2 separate regions of the Zea mays genome follow, and region 1 is linked to region 2. A link is a contact called in public Hi-C data. All regions are on one chromosome and are shown on one strand. Each heading gives the region's core, a stretch centred on a gene start, on an enhancer-like site or on the middle of the called end of the contact. The rest is flanking DNA. Distances are from core to core; before and after follow the strand shown. Region 1 holds the start of LOC100276061. Region 2 holds the start of LOC100281920.

What was found. Hi-C and Micro-C count contacts between places; a contact is called where the count stands out from the background.
Region 1: a Hi-C map of leaf shows a contact between it and region 2, with 6 times the contacts expected there. The contact joins the promoter of LOC100276061 here to the promoter of LOC100281920 in region 2. A contact is called at or near these places in 5 of 25 Hi-C or Micro-C datasets (ear, leaf and tassel).

Annotation. Positions count from the first base shown.
Region 1 is chr3:17,288,014-17,293,821 of Zm-B73-REFERENCE-NAM-5.0, forward strand. LOC100276061 reads right to left here and starts at 1,377. Exons shown (of 11, transcript NM_001374095.1): 1 at 1,023-1,377; 2 at 299-383. The coding sequence starts at 1,091.
Region 2 is chr3:17,088,712-17,094,997 of Zm-B73-REFERENCE-NAM-5.0, forward strand. LOC100281920 reads right to left here and starts at 3,559. Exons shown (of 2, transcript NM_001154839.2): 1 at 3,301-3,559.

The sequences.
Region 1 (5,808 bases), core at 127-2,626, 200 kb after region 2:
TCATGAAACGAACCAATAGTGTAGTGTAGCAATCTCAATATAACAATTTGGAAATGACAAGTTCACAACATCTGTTCTATTATTTCCTTTTGACTACCATGTCAATGATGTCATCATACATCATAGTTGCAAGCCCATACAACTGCTGTAGCAAAACTTTTTACTAACTTTGCTGCATTGGACGGCAACTTTCAGAATAATTCCAAGCATTATATCGATAGCAAGCATGAAACATCTAATATATATGGAAAGAAAAGTCCAATGAAATTAGCGGCCAAAACTATGTGAGATATGGCACCTCGAGCGCGATCATCCACCTTCAATGCGATGTCAGCAAACAATTGCTGAAGTATCTGAAGACGCTGTGAGTTGGACATCAGGGCCTGCATGGAAGATAGTCAAACAGGTGACATTATGATTTTTTGTTGTTGTTATTAAGAAAGTATTGTTGAAAAACGAGATTATTACATGGAGGTTATACAACTATTTTGATATAGCTTCCGACTCTCTGCCTATCTATATGCACACAGCTCTCAAAGTTCCAGAAGGTGACATTATGATCTCAACCACTCCAACGGAATGTAGACATCATATATACAAATGTGGCACCTATGAGTGAAATTACTCTTGTTGCCTAAATCGTTTCAGATGATAGTAACGGCCTTTTTACATCAAAACCACCATATAGGAAGCGAAAAAGGACAGTTTGTGGGGGGGGGGGGGGGGGGGGGGGGGGGGGGGGGCGACAAAGGTGGTTTGGGGGTGATTATGAGTAGGTGAGAGAATGTCCATTATCCTCCCGTCTGCCGTCATCGCCGCCGCCCACAGCGGCCTCAACGCGGTGCACCCAGACGCGTGCCGCCTACAATCTAGGGCCTCTGCAATCCCGCCGCCGCCGCCCTCGAATTTCTCGCGAAGCGATGTGAGCGCGTGCGCGCGACAGAGATTGGTCCTCGATTAAGCGCGACGAACACGAATTGACGGGCGCCAGCCGGCGCACGGTAGGGGAAGCGGTGGGTTACCTTGTGCAGCTTGCGCTCGATCTCCAGGGAGAGCGCCTCGAGGCGGTCGTAGGAGCCGCGGCGCCCCATATCCGCGCACGCCTGAGGTGATCGTCGGCGCCGCGGGGGGTGGCGGTCCTGCAAATTAAGCGGTGGAACTGGTCCAAAATAATCTCTCCTCTCCCTCCCTCCCTTCCTCTCTCTCTTCCGTGTTTGATGGATGGATGTGGATATGGATACGGACGTGGAGGTCCGGATCTGCCGCCCCTGTCACGCTCCCTGACACGTGCCGCCCGTCGGACCAGCGACGCCCGGTTGCGCTTCCGCCTTGCTGTCCTCCTGTCCGGTTGCCGACGAGCCCAAGCATGCAAAGTCCACACCCACACAGGGCCACAGATCACAGCCAAACTCCGTCTGAGTTTTTTTTTTAAAAAAAATTGCGCTTGGAAGGATATGTGTAACTGAAAATGCGAACGTTGAATTTAGCAATTCATTCGCAAACTGAACCACGCATGCAGAAACGCATGCGTACAAAAACCCTCTCAATAAGCAGATGAAATTTCGATTTGCTTTTGGTGAGCTACAGCTAGCCTCCACCGCGCATCGTCAGAAAGACTCGCCGCTCGCCGGCCATCCGCCGCGTCGCCTTTGGATTTTGGACTGACCATGAGTCCATAAGGCCCAGAACCAGGCGTATTGGGACAGGTTGATTCGTGTGGCGGGCTTTCATTGATAGGCCCAATTAAAGTTATCCTATTTTTAACCAAAGATCACATTCAAAATCAGAACAAGAGCTGAGGAACAGAACGGCTCCTTTTTGGAGAGGAAGGGGTGAAGGGGGGATCAAGATGGATGGAAGTTTAAATCAAGTCGTTCGAGTTTAAGAAAAACAAACATCAAAAGTTTTTTTCACAAAAACAATTTGATGGATTCCCAAGCAGTTTGATGGACTCCCATCAGTGCTGTATAAATAAACCAAGAGGAAGAAAAATATGTCCTCTTTCTCTATTCTCCGTGTGAATGAACAACAACAATGCACATTCATGTCTACGTCGGAAAAAGTTTTGGCCGGTAATTTTGATGACATGACATTGATTTAAATAACACTAGTTCTATTTATTTTAGTTCTATGATCTAGCAGTATCTAAATTTTATAAAATTTTACACATAAATTAGTAATAAGATATTACATGTGCCCTATTTTTCTGTAATTTTAAAAGTATCAGCTTAATTACCTAAAAATAAAACTAAATTCAAAGATATTAATATTTTTGTATCTAATTTATTTATTATTTTTATAGGCTAAAAAGTTACTAACGCTAACTAATACTATTATTAAATAACTAAATTCTTTTGTTGTTTTTTAAAGAAAATTAATTACTAACTAAATCCATTTAATATTTATTTTTTTAGAAACACTTAGTAAACAGTAATAAAACAATCTCTAATTTTACATATATATTTTTTAGCTAAAATAATTTATACAAATATTTTTTTTAGAATTTATTGAGAACTTTGAATCTAAACCCATATAAAGTCAGACATATTTATATAAATTATGGGTCCATACTTTAAGTTCTCAGAAAATTTTATAAATATTTGTGTAAGTTATTTTATCTAACAAAAGATCTATGTAAAAATTAGATATTGTTTTTATTACTGTTGCTAAGTGTTTATAAAAAATAAATATAAAATTAATTTAGTTAATAATTATCTAATAAAATTAACAAAACTTTCAGTATAGTCTCAGATGATAAAAAATAAATTAGAGACAAAAAATATTAAGCTCTGTTTATATAGTTTGTATTTTTTAGTAATTAAGGTGCAACTCTTATAATTCAAGAAAAATTAGGACATGCCCAACGTCCCAAATTATAATTTATTTTAGTTAATTAATAGATTCATACAATAGTTGATGTATATATTTTATATATGCCTAGGTCCATCTTTATTACCAATTAAAAAACAAAGATAAAAAAATAACTACTATTTTGGAACTGAGGGAGTATATAATATCTTTATTACCAATTTATGTTCATAACTATATAAGTTTTGTTGCTAGATCACAAAACTAAAATAGATAAAATTATCTCTTTTTAGGTTTGTTAGGGAGCAAGAATATCAGAGGGGCTAAAATCCTCTTGCTATTTAAATTGAATATCATGAAGATTTTAGTCGCTTCGATCTTGCTATTTAAAATTAAATATCAAAAAGATTTTAGTCCCTTCAATCATCTACAGTATCATTGCTCCTAAACAAATCATTAGCAAATTTACGTACCAATTACCATAGACGGTGATTATTGTATTACCTGGGAACGTTAAGTTACTTTACTATATATGTGATTAAAGAACCATAATTCGTAACGAAGAGCTTGATCCAACAGCAAAAAAATTCGAGAATGTTTAGAAATGTGTATGCTTGATTTATGGGAAATTTGGATCCATACCATTAAAAGATCACCACTTTGGATTTATACCATTACTATCTCACTTACATGTGGGTCCATATGAGTTAATGACATGTGGGGTCCATGGTATATATCTAAAGTTTGGATATTTTAATGGTATAGATCCAATTGTTCCTTGATTTATTTAATGGTTGGTACAGTTGCAGATAATGTGAAGCCGTCCCACGATACGATGGCACACAAGCAACTGACCATGAACAAGATACCTGCCGACTCTTCTAAAGTCTTAAAAGCCACGGGAAATATCCAGCTATGGAGCTGCCCACGTCGGCAAAAAAATAGTGTCCGTCTGTGCTGGTTCAGTCGCATCTTGTAACCGTCCAATCCTCTCTCTCTTGCAGACACACATCGTGCCGGGGCCTCGGATCCGAAAATATTTTCTGCAATCCAGCTCTGAGCGTGCTGTGTCCGTGTTCCTCTCCCTCCGGCCACTACTGCCTTTGTCCCGTCCTCGCTCCCTCCTCCCCGCGGCGGCTATCGCGTCATCTCTCAGCTCCCGCCTCTGCCCCCTCGGTCTGCTGTCGCCCCAAGTTTGCCGATCCCCTCCGCCGAAGGCTCACGCAGGAGCGCCATCTCCAGTTGGGACGATGAGTCCACCCTCTTCACCGTGTCGTCCAGGGCACTTCCGTCTGCGAGTCCCGCAGTAGGGAAGCACACATAAAGCGAGGAGGGGAGAGACGGATTGGTCACATCGGACGACGATGAGATGCTGGCGGTGTTCGATCCCATGGTGGCCACGTCCCCGGATGGCCTCCATTGCCCGCCCGTCACCGGAGCGGCCGCTGGAGCAGGAGTCGGCACAGGCACGCTGATGGAGGGCTTCTCCAACTCGCACGCAGGCGCCCCCACCATCAGTTCGGGTTCTGATGTGAACTCCATGTACATTTTGAAGTCACTTTATGATTTGTGAAATGCAAACCAGATTATCCAAACTTTGGGTTCTGATGTGAATCATCAGTTTGCAAAAAAAAGGTTCTTTCACTCGGCACTTGGTCGCTCACTATGGTCGTGATTGGTTGCCTTTTTGTGGAACACAGAAAGAACCTTTTTTTGCAGGAGAAGGGAAGAAACGAGAGATCTAGAAGAGGATTGTGGTGGACAGGGAGAAAAAAAATAAGGCGAGCAGAGAGCCGTTCACATGGAGCTGACGATGGATTTGATGCGGCGGCCGGCGGATGCCGCCATGGAGCGTGGAGACGGCGATCAACGCACTGCTCTCCCTCCTCCCCGACCTCCCCCTCGACCTCCTCTCCCAGGTCAATCTCCTGCTCCAGGTATCCATCCTTCGTCGTCCCAATTCAGGCCTTCTACGTCCTTTGGTTCGGATAGGGATTAGACTGCGCAACATATTTACTCTCTTCTTGAATGGCTCGCGAATTAGAATGCTTCGCTGGGCGTGGGTTTGTTAGCCATGCCATTTTGGGCTGTGTTCGTAGAGAAATGTGTGTTTCTTGGCACCTGTACTGCGTATGGGTTTGTCTGGATCCAGGTCACATGCCAGGTAGAATCGCGTTGGCCCAACCCACTTTTACAGGTTTCAATGGCACTAAATACGAACTATGCTGTCCACCAAATGAATGCTTCCATACCGCGTGCAGTTAGATTGTTCAATTCTGTGTGCTTACACAAGGCTAAACGATTTATTGTTTTTCAGGTTTGCATGGATAAGGAGAGCCTAATTGAATACATTTTATGCAAATATAATTGTGACACTTACTCCTACTTGTCTGAAATTCATGATTTTCTCCATTACATTTACAGTTTATTCATATTCTCCACTAGCATTGGAAGGTTGGGGCATTAGTTAGATTGGATTGTCTTTATTTTGTAGCGCATGTTGCAAATAGAGTCTCATTGCAGTGCATGGTATGAATGAATAAACATGACCCCACACATATGTTAACTTTTAAAGGCAGAGAACCTCGCAGGAAAAAAAGAGAGAGCTGATGATAAATGATATGTGACCTAGGAGGTAAAGAATGATGCCCAGATAAGATATTGAAAGTTGCCTAGAGGGGGGTGAATAGGCAAGTTAAAACTTTTTCAACAAAAACTAGAAGCAAACTGGGTAAAACTGAATTGATCTCGAAATTCACCCAGTTAACTTTGGAAATGAGATGTTCTAAATGATCCACAGGGTTCAAAGTAGTAGATCTGAGAAGGGCACTTCTCAAAATCCACACACCAAAAAGATATAAACAATCTTCCACGGAATGGTGAGAGAACAAAGAACATGAACAAACACAATGAGCAAGAACACAAGAGACACAAGATTTATCCCGAGGTTCGGTCACACCACAAAAGGTGCCCTACTTCCTCGTTGAGGCGCCCACAAAG
Region 2 (6,286 bases), core at 2,309-4,808:
GACTCGCCTGAGGCCAACCTCAGACGGGAGACGCAGTCATGACTCGCTTGAGGCCATCCTCGAGCAGGACAGACAGTCACGACTCGCCCGAGGCTAACCTCGGGCGGGAGACGCAATCACGACTCCCGAGGCCAAGCCCGGGCAGGAGACGAAGTCACGACTCGCCCGATACCATCCACGGGTGGGACAAGCAGTCACGACTCGCCCAAGGCCATCCTCGGGTGGGAGACGCAGTCACGACTTGCTCGAGGCCAACTTCATGCGAGAGAGGCAGTCACGACTCGCCCGAGGCCTCGGGCGGGACAGGCAGTCACGACTTGCCTGAGGCCATCCCCGGGCGGGAGACGCAGTCACGACTCGCTCGAGGCCAACCTCGGGCGAGAGAGGCAGTCACGACTCGCTCAGGCCATCCTCGGGCAGGAGACGCAGTCACGACTCGCCCGTGGCCATCCTCGGGCGGGAGACGCAGTCACGACTCGCTCACTCGCCCGAGACCAACCCCAGGCGGGAGACACAGTCACGACACGCCCGAGGCCATCCTCGGGAAGGACAGGTAGTCACGCCTCGCCCGAGGCCATCCCCGGGCGGGAAACGTAGTCACGGCTTGCCCGAGGGTGGCCTCGGGTGGGAGACGCTGTCACGCCTCGCCCGAGGCCAACCTCTGGCGGGAGAAGCAATCACCTCGGACGGAGACGTAGTCACGCCTCACCCGAGGCCAACCCCGGCCGGGAGGCGCAGTCACGGCTCGCCCGAGGCCAACCTCATGCAGGAGAAACAGTCACGGCTCGCCCGAGGCCACCCTCGGGCGGGAGACGCAGTCATGGCTCACCTGAGGCCACCCTCAGGCGGGAGACGCAGTCACACCTCACCCAAGGCCAACCTCACGTAGTCACGCCTCGCCCAAGGCCAACCTCGGGCAAAAGACGCAGTCACGCCTTGCCCGAGGCCAACCTCGGGCGATAGACGCAGTCACGGCTCGTCCGAGGCCACCCTTGGGCGGGAGACACAGTCACGCCTCGCCCGAGGCCAACCTCGAGTGGGAGACGCAATAACGGCTCGCCCGAGGCCACCCTCGGGCGGGAGACGCAGGTTCTTATGACTGATATTTATAAAGGGCACTTCTTTGCAATCCTAATGACTGATATTTTGTAGGTTCTTATGCCCTGGAAATTCAACGATTTAAATGAGGTAACCAGTATACCACGTCGCTTCAAGAACATAGATATGCGTAGGTAATAAGCATTTAACAAATAGTTTGTGTTCCGTTGCAACGCATGGGCACCATACTAGTTGGTTGTGAAGAGTGAAACGTTATTTTTTTTCTTTTCTTCCTCCCTACAACGGTTCCCTACCTTCTAGTCGACTCTGACCCCTGTCCACCCATCGCCTTCAACGTCACCAACCCCAACCACAACTGGAACCGCTACCACACCGCATCAAGGGTCGTCGTGCCCGTGCCCGTGGTTGTATTCGGAAAACTCGTCCTCTACCACGTGCACGCTCACCATCGCCAACCCGCTCACGAGCAATTCCCTCGCCGCCTAGCAGTTGTAACTTGTAAGCCATCGCCATGTACAGCGCCGGACATATTTTCGTTAACTGCGCTACGAGCCTCGGCCTCCGCCCCACCACGTCATGTTGTGGAAGCAATGGATGGGCCTCCAAGAGGCGGTCATCTACCACACCCACGACGTGTTGCTGGCGCTAAGCTCCATCATGGTGACAGCCATGGCAGTCAAGGACTTCTTCCGGTGGCAATTTGTCGAGTCCCCGTGTCGGGAAGGGTGGTGGTCAGCGACGCGATAGCTCGTGGAAGATGCTAGGTGCAGCCTCGACGAGCTCAAGGATGCGGCAAGGCTGATAGGCAACGCCGTGCTCTACAAGTTCTTCACCACCTGGATGATTCTGACGCGCGCTTAACTAAAGGCGCATTGCTGATGGCGATGCCTTGCCTCCTTTTGCAACTTGTTACTCATTTGATTCGATTTTTGTGTGTGCATTTGAATAAGTGGTTCTTTGCTGGTACAAATGGAAATGGCCTGATACGCCTGTGTTGATAAGATTGTAATGGTCCTTGTGCAAATGTGACTTAGTTGTTCTTCTAGCCTCCTAGAAAAGGTAAAAGTAACAAGAAAGAGTGCCTGAATTGAAGACATGCATGATCCATCATCGAACTATAAACATCAGGCATTCTATAGCTTGTTAATATATTTTTCAGTTATTTTGTTGCATAAATATTGAATGTTTCCTACTCATCTATATTTATGAAATATTAATTGAATGTTGTAATAGTGAAAAATTATGTCAATTCTAAAAAACATTGTACTACAACCAGTTTGAGTATAAACAATCTATGTAGCCCTCTCAAGGGCATTGTAGACAAATCACGTGAAATCTACGGTTTCACAACAGTTTCAACCAAAGGATTTTCAGTTTTGCATAGCGGGCAACTCAAAGTAGATTTTTCACAATAGACAGCTTACAACAACTTTTTCACAACCGAACCAAACGCACCCTTATATGTTGCAGATGATAGCTGCTAAGAAGCTCAGCCCACTATTAAAACATTGCGTATAGTATTGCATGACTTGAAAAAAGGGATGATTACAAGTTATCAACCCATGTGAAAAGTGAAATCATTGTTTCGAGTAGGTGCTCATTCCAGAAGATGTAAGGTTGACTCCAGCTGAGTACCTATCAGGGCACCTAAACCCATTATATATATCTAAATAACATTGTAGCATCTCCATCAGGTAACCTATAATCGATACTCATTCTAGATACGATGTGGTAGAATACCTAATATAGATGACCATCTTTTCAAACGTGTATTTGGATACCGGATACCCGATTGGACATGGTAACACTTAGGTCTCTTCTTTCGGCTAAATGCGTAAACCAAACGTGTATTTGGATTTCCAGTTCCGCATATCCTTGGAGTTAGACAAATGTAATTTAAGGAATGAACCTATGTCAGTTACTCGGTTGTCACCTACGGTGAGAAGAGGTCAAAGGGTATATGAAATGGACTGACGTCAAAGAATAAAAACACACGGAAAAATAAGATTTTTTTCCCGCGGGGGGGGGGGGGGGGGGGGGGGGGGGGGGGGGGGGGGGGGGGGGGGGGGGGGGGGGGGGGGGGGGGGGGGGGGGGGGCTCAGATACCTACCTCAATTAATGTGTGCAAATTTCACACCAAACCTGTCCGTAATTGGGTCAGATCCCAAATAGCTATACAGGTACCTTAAATTTGGGTTGTCCTTTTGAACAGGATGGAGGAAAGAGAACGGGCGAGCATACCCGGTACCGGGGAAGGGGCAGACGAAGAGCTGGCGAAGGGGCCGTGACAGTCGCCGGCGAAGGTGACAACGAAGACCTGGCAAAGGGCGTTGGCAGCCGCCGGTGAAGGGGACAACGAAGACCTAGAGAACGCCGTCGACGCTCGCCCGCCCGCCCGCCTGCCACTGTCGTCACTCGTCGCTGCCAGGAAAGGAAAGTGGAGAGAGAGAGAGAGAGAGAGGGAGAGGGGTGAACGGGGAGCAGACGAGCAGTACGGAACAAAGGATAAGCTTAGAGTCGAGAACGCAAGTACGCAACAGGCAGCGGCAGCGGCACACGTATTCCTGATTTTTTTAGTAAAATACAATTCCGGACCTTAGACTTGTCGGTCCATAAAATTTAAAATATATTATCTCTTAAAAGCTCAATCGAACTTCAGATGTCTTAATAGGTTGTTGTAGCTACGTCCATATGTCAATCTTTGTGATCTGTTGCACCCGATACACCCTTCTACCTCCCTATTATGCCACCGTGGCACGCCCTAGTCGCTAGGCTACCATTTCTGCATTATTTCCAGCAGTTCACTCATATGGTCAGCTAAAACACTATTTTACATTGTAGATTATATTATTTGCAGAGTAGAGTTGAATATGGGGCTGCTGGAGATAGTCTTAGCTAAGCTCGTCACCCGGCCGCCTTTACTGCCTCCCTGCTTCCTTAACACGAGTTCACCTAACCACCCTCTGTCCTTCCCGCTAGCTCTAGTCCACGACCCCTCCGCTGCCTCGCAGACTAGAACGCCTGATGGCGGACGGGTCGGAGGCACTGACATGTCACCAGAGTCGAAAGCTATGCCGTCAACCGACAAGGGAGAGGAGATATGGGGAACGTTGGAGGAGCTACTACTAGCGTGTGCCATGACCCAGCACGGCACGACGAGCTAGGACTCGGTGGAGGTGCAGACATGGAGCCCCGTGGCGACGCGGCCCAGCTTCATGCCGCACAACTACTACCTCCGCTTCTTCCACCTTAATTGTTGCTTCTCCACCATCGCCAGCGGTGGGGGGAGGATCTCATGATGAGCGGATGCTGGAGGCAATCTGCAATGTGCTCAGGCGGTAAGACAAGTACGTATAGTGTCGGCAAGTCCGACAGCTCCAACGTCGCGCGAAGGGGATCACATTCTTCTCTGTTGTCTTGCTGGTGGTGGTCTCCTACTCCGTCCCCGCCCCTTAGCGTCGGTGACCACCACGGCCATGCCCATCGCTAGCTAGTGGAGGCGCAGGGTCAGTGGATACACCACCACGCGGAAGCGCTTCTCGTGCGCGACGATGGATGGTCGCGTCAGCTAGGAGCTCAAGGTGCGCGAGGGTCATGAGGTGTGGGCCGGGGGGGAGCTTGCTACCGTCGATGGGCACCATAAGCCCCACGCCGTCAGCTTCCCCTCCCACGTGTCGGCTTAACAAAGAAGGGTTTATTTCGGTCATAACAGGTCTATTTCGATCCGTTAGGACGTAAATGAGACCCGAACAACAATTGAACCTTTAAGAGGCATACTTCAAAAGTTATGGATCGGGATGACACATCTCGACAACTTTAAGGACCGAAATTGTATTTTTACCATTTTCTTTTAAAAAGCAATGAGTTCTGCTCTGATTATTTATTTTATTTCTCTCATGTCATCTACACCTTTCGTTATAAATTATAGTTTATTCTAACTAATATGTGTATATAGCTTTTACTATACACATATTTTATATTTAAATACTGTAGTAAAATGTTTGTAGGTTTGAAAGACTTGTGTTTGGAATAAACAGATTAACCAATAATTGAGACCATATTTGTTGATGGTTGTATTAATGAACTCTTTGTGCCTAGTACAACAATTTATGGAATTATCTTACATCAAAATGTTTTAGTTTGATCATGTGAACATGTGATTGATATGTGGCCACGATGTTTAAGTATGATGAGTGGCTGTCAAGAAGATGATCGGTTTTAGCTTAGTGTTACCAAAAAATAGAAAGACTTGCTTTGTAACACCCGGTCACACCGGGTCTAGCGGTACTTACTCCTAGTAGCCCTCTAGGACCATATAACATCCCCACGGACCAACACGAGTCTTTTGTGCGCACTTTGTCCTCACTCATGTACACACTAGAAAACTTCTCGGTCGGTCACACATCCCAAGATTGCTCTAGGCCAAGCACGCTTAACCAGAGGTTCTTTCGAGATAGGCTTCCGAAAAAGAAGATGCACCTTGTTGGTATGGGTACTCTATTAATTCTATTATGCCTTGGGCCAGGATATCACAATCCACCGGACATGATATCACATGCTTTGACCCTTAGGAGTAGGTAACTCATTCGCTATCCTTGTTTCTATTGCATTCTATGTCATTATATCACATTTTGTTCAATGATTCACTTTGATGGAAGGAAAGAGCATACTCAAGTTCAATAGTATAATATGTTTCTTGCCTTTATGTTGTGCAGATGTGAATCACAAAGACGGTGTCAACGACGAAGGTAAAAGTCATGTGGGTTTGTACTTGTAGGTTGGAAGCGATGAAGGGTGAACATTGGTGTCGGCGTTTCAACCCCGGGGGGGTCCCTGGATCGATGAGTAAATTGTCGCTGCGTGTCCCAGCCCAGATGGGTCGGCGCGAGACGGGACACAAAGGGGGGAGAACAGTAAGGGGAAACCGCGGCCTTCGTGTTGTCCTGCGCCCAGGGCGGATGGATGCGCTTGCAGTAGGGGGTTACAAGCGTTCGCGTGGGAGAGAGAGAGAGAGCGAGAGCCTTATGCGTCGGCCCGTTCTCCCGCGCGGCCAACCTTCCGTACGAGAGCCCTGGACCTTCCTTTTATAGACGTAAGGAGAGGGCCTAGGTGTACAATGGGGGGTGTAGCAATGTGCTAACGTGTCTAGCAGAGAGGAGCTAGTGCCCTATGTACATGCCGTCGTGGCTGTCGGAGAGGTGTTGCTGCCCTGTTCATGTGATGTCGT